Linked DNA regions of Cricetulus griseus: region 2 is linked to region 1. A link is a contact called in public Hi-C data. All regions are on one chromosome and are shown on one strand. The core of a region is the stretch at or near the end of the contact, and the rest is flanking DNA. Distances in the headings are between cores, read along the strand shown. Region 1 holds the start of LOC100754252 (disco-interacting protein 2 homolog C). Region 2 overlaps LOC100754252 (disco-interacting protein 2 homolog C).

The links. Hi-C and Micro-C count contacts between places; a contact is called where the count stands out from the background.
Region 2: a contact with region 1 is called in a Hi-C map of the CHO-K1 cell line, with 3 times the contacts expected there. The contact joins the enhancer-like site here to the promoter of LOC100754252 in region 1. A contact is called at or near these places in 2 of 8 Hi-C or Micro-C datasets (the CHO-K1 cell line and liver).

What each region holds. Positions count from the first base shown.
Region 1 is chr3:233,538,955-233,545,024 of CriGri-PICRH-1.0, forward strand. It overlaps LOC100754252 (disco-interacting protein 2 homolog C), which reads left to right and starts at 3,308. Exons shown (of 37, transcript XM_027405067.2): 1 at 3,308-3,612. The coding sequence starts at 3,528.
Region 2 is chr3:233,708,698-233,714,767 of CriGri-PICRH-1.0, forward strand. The region is part of intron 1 of LOC100754252 (disco-interacting protein 2 homolog C); the gene reads left to right. Among named protein-coding and RNA genes, the nearest start is that of Zmynd11, 320 kb to the right of the region's middle. Within about 2 kb of position 3,899, at least 1 of the 6 cell types and tissues checked has open chromatin away from gene starts, as enhancers often do.

The DNA.
Region 1 (6,070 bases), core at 2,058-4,557:
CAGAGTGATAGGAACATAGTAAGGGAGAAGAGAGTTGACATTAGGGGAAAGTCTGAGCATACAAGACAGGAACTCCTGATCAGACTGAGATGGCTCAGCAATCAAGAACACTCAGTAGCTGCTCTCCAGAGGACCTGGATTCCATTCCCAGCACCACATGGCAGTTTACAACTGTTTGTAACTCCAGTTCTAGAAGATCTAACAACTTCTTGGATTTTTTTTTCTCTTTGGCTTTTTTGGGTGGGGCATCACCTAGCTCCCAAATAAATACATGGAATCTTATTCTTTCTTATGAATGTCCAGCCAGCTTCTCGTAAATTATCCTGTCTAACTTTTGCCTCTGGGCTATTACCTTTCTCTATTTCTGTATATCTTACTCCTTTGCTTGTTGTGTAGTTTGGTGGCTGGCCCCTGGTGTCCTCTCTCATTCCCCCTCTTCCCAGATTTCTTCTCCTATATGTTCTCTCTGCCTGCTAGCCTTGCCTATCCTTTCTTCTGCCTAGATATTGGCCATTCAGATCTTTATAGCCCAATCAGGTGTTTTAGACAGGCAAGAAACACTGCTTCACAGGGTTAAAAAATGCAACACATGTTTGCATCATTAAACAAATGTTCTACAGCATAAACAAATGTAACACATCTTCAACTAATATTCTACAACACCTTTTCTAACTTCATACATAAAAATAAACAAACAAACCTAAAAAAAGATGTGCAGTGAGGTGTTTGGGATGTAGCTCAGATTTTAGAATGTTTGTTTAGCCCTGGGATTGATCCCCAGCATTGCATAAACTGGGCAATGTGGTGCACCTCTTTGGTAACATAGTAAGTTGGAGGCCAATGTTGAATACATGAGGCCCTGCCTAGAAACAGATAGATGTACAATAAGCAAGGATACTGAAGATTAGCCATCATGTCTTCAAGAACCTATGGGGGGAAGTAAGGCTAGGTTGAAGGTTGGAGCAGCTGGTGAGGGTCCACTTGTCTCAAGCTAAGAAATGTACTTGCATTCAAGAAACAATGCAACGAAGTACTGTTGTCTCATTTTGAAAGAGGAGTGAATGCAATTGTGGGGCTCCATTAGCGGGGGCATTATCTCAATGTGTCTTTAGAATATTCCAGGCAAGAGGGAGTATGGGGACTAGAAAGAGTGTTTGCAAGCATGGGAAGGAAACCGATAATCATCAGTTTTGTGGGATAGGTTTGAGGGGACTGAGAAGCAAAAGATGTGTGGAGATCAAGGAAGATAGAGAAGTTAGGATGGTGTTAGCCTAGATAATTAGGAAAATGCTAGTAGTTAATGAAAGCAGGTAGATGACAGTTAAGACCCTAGGGCTGAAGACACACTGGTCACAGGGTGGAGAAATCCAGCCAGTGCTGATCAGGAAGCTTCTTCTCTGCTGTACTGGAAGGTGCTATGTAGGTTGTTGATGGGCGGCGGGTCATTAACAGTCTTACCCAGCTTTGAACCCTACAATAACTTGAATGGCATGAATACTATGTGTGAAGATCAAGGTCATAGGCTTTCACAAATGCTTTCTGAATGGATTCCAGGTCTGCTGCACAGGAGGAAACATATGCTGGGTACTGCAAATCTGGCTGGGGAGATCATAGGTTCCAGAAGTGAACCTAACCTACTGTTATTATCCTGCTAAATAGATGTGGCATCAAACCGCCCTCTAGATTTGTATCTCTCAACCCACAGACTAGTGCAGCCTTCAGCCCTCATTAGAGAAATGTTTTTGTGCAGTGGTTAGCATAGAAGCTCACAACTGATAATTCTGCAGAGAATAAGTGTCAGTGGGATGCTCAGCCATACATAGGACGTCTATATCATAACATCACTCCCAAGGCACAGGAACCACCACTGAAGAGCAGGTAGAAAGATTGTAGGAGCCATAGGTTCAGGAGGACTGGAGCAAAACTGTTATCTGGACAAGACCAAACCTCTGGTTTTACAACCTCACAGCAGGTTGCCTGTACAAGATCAAGCCAGTCAGCATTCTAGCATGGCATAGGAAAGGGCTAATGAGCTCCCGCCCCTCTATGGACAGTTGATGGCTTCTGGGGAAGGGAGAGTCGTTTTTCTTTATAAGGGTGTGGCTACTGGGAGGTAGACCATGCTACAGTGGATGGCCTCACACCCAGGAATATCTGGACAGAACAAATTGGAGCATATAGGTTATTAAATAATAATAAAAGGTGCATGAAGTTGGGAGGTTAGGGAGTTGGGGATGAGCCTAGGAGGAGTTAGAATACATTTCATACATTGTATGAAATTCTCAAAGAATTAATAATAAACTTTAAGAAAGCAAGTGGATATTTAATGTTGGAAGATGTTGGTTTTCTTTGGCTTTGTGGTGTTTGGGGTTTAAGGAGAAGCTAGGTGAGGTTTATTCATCAGACATCTGGCTATGTAATGGTGCCCTCAAATAGTCAGACTAGAGATACAGATTCGGTATCAGCCATGCAGAAGAGCCATTGATACTCCAGAGGTAATGACCAAAGGGTAAAGAACATACAAGAGGTAGTAGAACAAAAAGGAAACAATATTGTAGGTGTTGGGGAGAAGACACTTGCAAAAGATTCAGTGATGACAGGCATTCCTCAGTCTCAGGAAAGGCTGTCCAGCGTGTAACAGACCCAACCATTTCCTCTGTCTTCTTTCCACAGATGGGGAAAGTGATGCCTGGACAAGAACAGTGGATGATTCAAGGTCATAATCTTTTAAACTTTAAACCTGTATCATTTTTCCCTTTTAAAAGTATTCATTAAAAAAAATCAGTCCTCAAAGATCCAGAACATTTGAAGTTTTAACAAGTAGGCTAAACTGCACTTCAGAACGCTTTCTTTTTTCCCCTTGAGTCTTCTAAGCCTTGGGGTTGAGAAGGCCCCCAGGCCAAACAAGACTGTCCCGCCAGCGCGCTCTCGAAGTGGCCGCTGGAGGCCCCGCCCCCCGAGCGCGCGCCGCCGTGGCACGTCCGCGCGCTCCGCCCTCTCCGCGCGTGCCCTCCTGCTGCCCGGTGCGCGCGCAGCGGCGCTCGCTCCCGCCGGGGCAGGGCGGCCGCGGAGCAGCAAGAGAGCCCTGTGGCCGTGACCGCGGGCGGGCCCGTGATTCGGAGCCGGCCGAACGTGGCCGGAGCCCGCGGCTGGGGGAGGCGCGCAGAGAAAGCCGGGCGCGAGGCCGCCGTCAGGGTCGGGGCCGCGCTGAGGAGGCTGAGGAGGCGCTGAGGAGACTGACGAGGCACGGAGGAGTCGCTGAGGAGACGCTGAGGAGGCTGACGAGGCGCTGAGGCGACTGAGGAGGCGCTGAGGAGACTGACGAGGCTGAGGAGGTGCTGAGGAGGCTGAGGAGAAAATCCCCGCGCGCCTGCCCGCCGCCGCCCGGCCTCCCGCCCGCCCGCCCGCCGCTGCCGCCGCCGCCGCCTCCTCGGTGCGGTACCTCCAGGCTCGAGCGGCGGCCGCTGAGGAGCCCTCCGTCGGCGAACAAAGAGGAGGCCGGCAGGGCGGGGGCGTCTGCGGCGAGCATGGCGGACCGCAGCCTGGAAGGCATGGCTCTCCCGCTGGAGGTGAGGGCCCGGCTGGCCGAACTGGAGCTGGAGCTGTCGGAAGGTAACAGCAGCACCCCCTCAGCCCCGCGTCCGGGCCGGGTCCGGACACCTCTTCTCTGCCGCGCGCTCGGGGCCCCGCGGGCCGGGCCGCGCTGTCACCCCGGGGTGGACGCGCTCGGGGCCTGGGGGGCGGCGGGGACCCGGCCCTGGCCTTGGCCCCGAGAGGTAGCCCCGGGGCGGGTGCATGTGTGTGCGTATGCTTGTGCTGTGTGCGCGCGTGCTTGCTTGTGGTGTGTGTGTATGTGTGAGTGTGTGTGTGTATGTGTGTGTGCGCGCGCGCGTGTGCGTGCCACGGCCCCCGCCCTCCAGGCTCAGCTGGTGCGGTGCAGCGGCGATGCCCCCTGCACGCTGCGGCTGGGCCCGGAGTGCCCGGCTAGGAAGCAAGATAGAGCAATCTTTGGGGCGGCCGGGGAATAGCCTTGGTGGGGATGTGCGCTCTGCCCTAATGGAGAGGCGCCGCGTCCTTGGTGCAGCTGCACCAGCAACACCAGCAGCAGCAGCACCACCACCACCACCACCATCAGCAGCGGTGCGCTGCCACCACGTTCCATGCTTGGGGACGGCCTCCGAATGGCCTGATTTTAATGCGAAACTTGTCAGTGGACTTCGGGGTTGGATCTCTCCGAGGTTGCAGGCACTAGGTCCTGTCAGCGGGAGGAGATAGTAGTACTATTGTTCGGGCGTGTTGTGTGATGTGCTGGCTGAGTTAGAGCCGTAAAACCTCTCCCCTCAGGCCAGGTTGGATGCCTCATTCCCATCGTCGTGTCGGAAAGAGATACTGAGAATTTACGGTTGTCCTGCTACGGTGATTTCATGGAGCGTTATATACGGTTTTGTCTTTGCTGCTCATGGTGGACATCATGTGCTTAACGGTCATACGTTTCAGCTTGGGTTTTGTAGGTCCCCCCCCCAAAGTTCTAAAATGTATTTAATAATAAATATTTAGCAGTCATCCCACTCATTTTGTGAAGGCTACAATGTAATGATGTGGAGATAGGCTGTCTTCCCTTGAATTAGTATTTGGAGCCGTTTAGTATAGTGAACTTTTTTTTTTTTCTTGTAACGGTTTGTGAGGGCCAGCAGCCAGAACATAAATTTATTCGTGCCAATTTTCATCATCGGGGAGGAGCTGAAGTTGACTTTGTGTTTTCCCCTTTAACACTTTCAGGGTAGAGAAGGAAATAAACGTGGTGGCTGCGGTGTTGCTTGCGTTATCAGAGTCTCATAGACCGGACATTTTCTTCTATTACAAATTTGGGATTCTGTGAGGTGTTCTAGGGGCCGGTCGTGGGAAACTCCAATGGAAAGAAAAAGATAATGTGTTTCAGACTCTGCTTCTTGACTCTGTTCTGACCAGCTGAAAATGATGATGAGAGCACCTGAAAGGGTCCACCGTCAGAAAATTCAGGGCTGGATTCCACAAGGAACAAACAGCCTTTAGATTTAAACTGGCAGATGAAGTGTACAGTGTGGACAGACAGTAGCTATGAGGAAGCGTACTTGAGTTTTGTCAACCTTCAGATAGACTTTCTTCCCCGCTTACCAGCTCTAGTTTATCTTCTGCACCTGTTGTATTCACAGCATCCTTTCATTCATGTTGACTCAAAGCAAGCACCTCTGTTATGCCTGCATTACACAAATGTGATGAGTCTGTACCCACCCATACTTGAAAAGTGAGAAGTTTTCTCAACTCACCAGCACTGAGCCCTTTCTACAGGACCCCAGTCTCCCTGCCCACCAGGAAGTCCATTCATATGTATTCTCAAAGTCTCAGATAATGCCTGGGAACACATAACCTGGCCTGCCCTTGTTGAGAGTATCTGTCTATTTTGTTTTTCCATTGATAGCAGTCACCTGTTATCATCATTCACTCTGGAAGAATGAATGCTAACTTCTGGTTGCACAGAGAAGTGTGGAAGACCACTTTAGATGAAATGTAATTAGCTTAACTCCCTGTGAGCACCTTGTGTCTGTATAGAACTTAAAGGATTTAATGAGTTTCTTGGTGAATGGGTGTGCTCAGAGAGGTGTGTATGTATATTTGCATTTTTATATAAGCTATGTTGAGACCTGACCTAAGCTTTTAAGAATTAAAAAAAAAAAAATCAAAGCCTTGTGTCACTTTGTTCAGCCTCTGCCACTTCCTGGAACCTGCTCACTCCCCCCACCCCCCACCCCATCTATTAGATGTCTCATCTTTGACTTTATTATAAAGTGTGGCTTGTCTTTGTTGAATTTTCAAGTTGTGATTTACAAAAGGTCATTTGAAATTCCATGTCTTGTAACTAAAAGGAGTGTTTACTGGAAGAGATGAATCAACTTGTTTTCTAGTATTGCTATTTTGGGTCTATAGCATGTACTGGGTATTGTTATATGTTTCGATGCTGTTTTTATTTGATTGGGTTATTATTTGTTTCATAAAGAGTTATGCATTGACATTTTGTTTGCATATTTTTTTA
Region 2 (6,070 bases), core at 2,649-5,148, 170 kb after region 1:
GGGAGACTTCAACACCCTACTCTCACCACTGGACAGGAAAACCAGACAGAAACTTAACAAAGAAACAAAAGAACCAATAGAAGTTATGGCGCAGTTGGACTTAACAGATATCTATAGAACATTCCACCCAAATACAAAACAATTTACCTTCTTCTCAGCGCCACATGGAACCTTCTCTAAAATCCACCACATACTTGGCAACATAGCAAACCTCAACAGGTACAAAAAATTGAAATAACCCCCTGTGTCTTATCAGACCACCATGCTTTAAAATTAGAATTCAACAACAACACGAACTACAGAAAACCTACAAACTCATGGAAATTAAGTAACACCCTATTGCACAATTCATGGGTCCAGGAAGAAATAAAAACAGAAATTAAAGATTTCCTAGAATTCAATGAGAATGCGGACACAACATAACCAAACCTATGGGACACTTTGAAAGCAGTGCTAAGAGGAAAGTTCAATTCTTGCATCCCATTGTCAAAGTCCTTTTGGTCTCTACACAGGGGAACACAGCTTCTGCTTTCCCACACTCTGTTGTGCCTCCTTTGCTGCCAAATAGGTTCCAAATACAGCAGCTGGACTGAGTACTCTTGAAGCTTATAGCTGTTATGTGTTACCTTCATAAAGTTTGATTGTTTTATTTGTATTAGCACTGTTTTTGTTACAACCATGCTTTAAAACTGATATTGATACCCTGTTTACCTACCCCTTGAGCATACTAGTCAGCCTCACATAAAATCAGATGTTTTCCCTGCCCCCTTTTTATTTTTCCCTCTGGTCTTAAGTTCTAATAAGAACAGCTGTTGTGAATTGGGCACTTAATGACTGTTCTGTAAATAAAGCTGGAATCCTAACTAGTGACAATTGTTTGTCCCTGGGAATCTGGAAAGCTATTTTGAATCAAGCCCATAGCAAATATATAGGAACTAAGGTGTTCTCTGATTGTTTAGTATCTGTTTAACACCTTTTAGTCTCCATCACGTGCCATATCTAATCATCTGAGGAGAAGTGGGGCTGTGAAATAAAATATCACATGCACTAACAAGTCAAGGAATATTTTGGGCTATTATTTGGCTGCGCAGAGGTATTCAGACTCAACTGGCAGTAGTCATGTGGTTTTGAAGAGCCTAGTGAGTTTGTTAGCCAAATTTGGATAGAGCTATATTGTGTAACTGACATCAGTAGAGATTAAATAGCTTGAGGACAGGGTGGTGTGGGTTAGGAGAAGCAAGGAGATTAACAAGAAAACACCTGCTCAATATGAATTTATACATTAGAAATTTGTTAGCCAAGAAATATACTAACCCTTTTCCTTCATACCAGTTTAAAGCTATTGCAATGAAATTCTCTTGAGGTTGAGTTACCTTGGTTTATGTGACTTTGTAATAGACATGACAGCTGAACTCTGCCTCTTCATAGTCTTCCTGCTGTAGACTTCTTATTAATGTTTTCCTTTCTTTCTGTCTTTCTTTCTTTCTTTCTTTCTTTCTTTCTTTCTTTCTTTCTTTCTTTCTTTCTTTCTTTTTTTTTCAAGACAGGGTTTCTCTGTAGCTTTGGAGGCTGTCCTGGAACTAGCTCTTGTAGAACAGGCTGGTCTCGAACTCACAGAGATCCTCCTGCCTCTGCCTCCCGAGGGCTGGGATTAAAGGCGTGCACCACCACTGCCCGGCTAATGTTTTCCTTTTCAACCTTGCTGGTGACCTTTTCCTCCCTTCTCTCCTGTTACTCCACCTCTTGGGCTTGTTGTCAGCTTCTGTATACAGAGGTGTAAGTAAAATAGGCTGTTTTGAGAAATATCTTTCATGTCTTTTAAGGATCAAAATAAACAGGAAACACATAAGCAGTGAAAAGATACCTTGAGAACTTGGACCCCCCCCCCCATGATTATTTCCTTCTCCTTGGATGCAAAAATTTTCCTCATCTCCGTAAGTTAGAATTAAAAATAAAATGAAAAGTTTTAGCCAAGAAGAATTACATGTATATAAATACTTCATACATATTCTTAAGTTGGTGGGTATGTTGCACGGGAACAAGAATGAAGGTTTGGGGCCTGGGAGTGAATTCAGTCCTGCAGCCAACTTCTGTTAGAATGCTGAACTACAAAGTAAGACCTTGCTTTAAAAACACAACACTATTTCCAGGACAGCCTCTAAAGCCACAGAGAAACCCTGTCTCAAAAAACAAAGAAACAAACAACCAAAAAAAAAAAAAAAAACCAAACCAAACAAACAAAAAACAAACCAAAACCAACAAAACAAAACAAAAAACCCAAAACAAAACAAAAACAACAAAAGCCATGTTACTCAAATGGAAAATGTTAACTTTGGTAGATTTTTTTTTTTTTGAATTGCCATACTTGGGATAGTAGATATGCCCAAACCATTGGAGTGCTCTATTAGTCTTCCATTCTGATAAAATACCTGAGGGAAATCAACTTAAATGAGAAATTATTTATTGCATGGTTTCAGCCCATGGTCAATTGTCTGGTTTAAGATCTATGACTTGGTAGTACACTATAGCAGAATTCTTTGTTATGGGAAAGCTGTGTACCTCACAAGGAAGCCAGCAAGCAAAAACAGGAAAGAGACCTTTATACTCTCTTAGCCTAACAATATTCTTCAATTAGGCTATACTTCTTAAAGTTTCTACCACCTCCCAATAACACTTCAAGCTTGAAACAAAGCCTTCAATACAGGAAGTTTTGGAGAACATTAAGAAAATTCTCATACATTTATTATGGTTTCTGAGCCCTTGTTTGTGAGTTTCCTTGGGAATATATGAGCCAAATGTTTCTTTATCCCTCATAGAGCACTGATGACAGATCAAAGAAATGATAGCACCCAAGTCTGTCTTAGTAAACCAGTGAGTTTCTTAGGATTATTTGCAGGAGCATGTATGACTCAAAGGCACTGACATCCAAGAAAGCCCACCCCAGCATTGGTGACAGCTTGTAAAAGTTGGCTCCTGGAGCTGTTGCATGCTTTGTGAAAAGCTTGGCTGCAAGACTGGTGGGGAGAGTCTCTGAGGGAAGAACCTTTTTAGTCTTGTAACTTTTAGGATCTTTTTGAGTTTCATAAATGTCATCAACTTCTTGAATCTTACGAGCCTCTCTCCCCTTCATTGAGGGGGAGAGAGACTGTTTAAATTAGGAAGAAATAGAAATTACAATCCTGATATAAACTACAGATATGGGATGATATGTTTGTCAGTGTAGATTTCTCATTTGTAAAAATGTACCACTCTAGTGTGGGTCATTGATGGTGGGAGAGATTGCTTTATAGGCACAAGAGGGGCCTGGGCAACCTTTATAATTTGAAGTAAATTTTACATTGTATTTAAAACTACTTTAAAAAATAAAGCATATTTAAAAAGAAAAGTGTAACCACAGTTCTAACCAGATAAAATCTGTGTGGATGTGGCCAGTGTGTACAGGATTCTCTGTTGACATACGGATCTCTAAATTATTCACAATTTGAACCTGACCCTAATGGAGAGGTTAATCACAGTATCCATTTGCTTCAGAGTTGCTCTAGGCTGAGATGTTCTCTTGGCTTCTTACCTTACAGCTCAGGTGACTTCCTTTGTCACAGTGCCAGCTACAGTAGAATTATACTGAGAACAAGGCTAGGTGGGGCAGATATGAAACTAGAACTCTCAGCTTTCCTTATAGTGTCAGGTATAAATTGCTAGCCAGATTTTTATTTTAAGCAGATGAGCCAGTCTTTGGCTCTACTAGTTCCTGCCATAGCAATAATTGCTGCAGATCCATATAGGGCTGTCTTGATTTGGACAGCTAGGATGCCTGATTTCAGGCGTGTCTGAGAATTTTATGTTCTCATGTTCAACAGGTTGGTCTGTAGTCCAGCTTCCTGGGTACACTGACCAGGTTGGTCTGTTGATAATTAAACATTGTTCTATCCTGCTTAGAATCTCGGTTGTGGTTTTGAAGAATGTACTTGAATATTCACTTCTAGTTATAAAATTTAGGTCATTTGGGTTGCCTTGGCCAGCTTTAATCCATGGGAGGTGCTTAGTCTTACTGCAACTTGATATGCCATGTCTTGTTGATACTCATGGGAGACCTGTCTTTTCCTAAACAGAAAGGGAGGAGGAGTGTACTGGGGAGTAAGGGAGGAACTAGGAAGAGAGGAGGGAGGAGAAATAGTGACTGGGATGTAAAATAAATAAATATATTTTTTAAAAATTAGTTCATTTAGATTGAATTATTTGAAAATGCTAAAGTTTAAGCATTAGTGGATAAATTTGCACATTGCATTTATGCAAAGTCTTAAAGCTTCATTATTTATATTAGACCTTTCTGTGTTTTATAACCATTGTTAGTATATTATATCCATTTAATTAATAGTTACTAGCAAGTTTAAAATTGCTTAAATTCTCTGAATTTAAAATGTAAAATGTGCTCACAAATGAATGTCAGCAGCACATGATTTATGAATGAATATCAATTACATTATCCCACATACAAACATGTTTTTTCCATCTTAATCACATGATTTTATGTACATATTTGCCAAAATTAGAAAAATTGAGTGGTTTTTAGTTTTCATTATATTACTGAACTGTCATTCCCCTTTCAGTTTTACTGTGTGGTGTTCCAACATGTCAGCCCCAGTGTCCAAATGAGGTGGTGTACACTTTCCTTGATGCAGGTCCTGTATGTAAGTTGTCACTGCTCTTTCTCATTTCCTTTAGTCCTCCTTCAGAAATTTACTACACAACCATTTCCCTTCAGTATTATTTACTAATGTAATATCACATTTCAAGGGGTGCTCAGCATGAACTTTGAGATATATATATATATATATATATATGTATGTATGTATATATATATATATATATATATATATATATATATATATATATGTTTTTACTCTAGGGAAAACCATCTTTTCCCACGGATTGAGTTTCATACTGTCAATGTATAACATTTTAAGCATAGAGCAGGAATTTTGAGGCAGAAGTACCATAGAAAGGTATATTGTCTACTTTTAGATGGTTCAAGGTTCTAATGTCAACACATGTCATTTTACCTCTCAGATAGTAGCATCAAGAGACCTGGACTCTGATAGGTAAATTAAACACACTTAGCTGCAGCATCATTTTGTTACCTGATGTACAGAGGGAGAATAGTAAAGATAAGATCCAGTTTCTTTCCTTATATGGATGGAGAGCAACAGATTTCTGTGGAGTCCTGCCTCAGGTTGAACTTTCACAGTTGAGATAATTTGGGAGGTTCCTTGAAGAGGCTGTGAGCAGCAGCCCTGTGTGAAACTATACCTACCTTGTGGTGGCAGGTAGCAATTATCATGGTGATGTAGCTGTTGTCATTTTATTAGATGGAGGCCCTATTTTGTTTGCCACTGTATCTCTTATGCCTGGGGCAGGGTGGACCATCCAGAAATAATAACTGGATGGACAATGGTGGGAAAAGTTCATGACCTGGAAAGCTCAGAAGTGATACAGGCTTGGGTTTGTGTCTGTTTAGTGTCTCAACACTACCCTTCAGTCTCTGATGTTGCATTTACTTTTGTTTTTCCCTCATTGGTATCTGCTCATCCACATCTGTCATGGAATAATTGCCAAGAACCTCAGAACATACTTTATTTCTCCTTGAAGGACTCAGGACAACAGGCTGGTGAAGTTGGGTTAGTGCCAGACAGAGGGCTATGCCAGCACTAGGGCCAAGAAAACGTTAGGTGTTTGTTGATACTGTCCTGGGCAACAGACAAGCCTCACCAGGAATGATTTGGCTACAGAAAGAAGATGTATATTTAGGAAACTTTGCTTACTAGTAGCAAAATAGGAAAGAAGTAAGCATTGCATGAAAAATTTAAAGCGTGCAGTTAATTCCACATGTAGAATTTAGGCATTAAGTTATTGACACAGACAAATAATGAAACCACCTTCAGACTTAGAGAATATATTGATCTCTTTCATTTAATCATCACAGCCATTTGCCTACACAACACAAATGTGAAGACCAAGTCTGGATGTCATTGCAACATAGAAGGGTTTTGTATAATTTACTACTAACAATTTG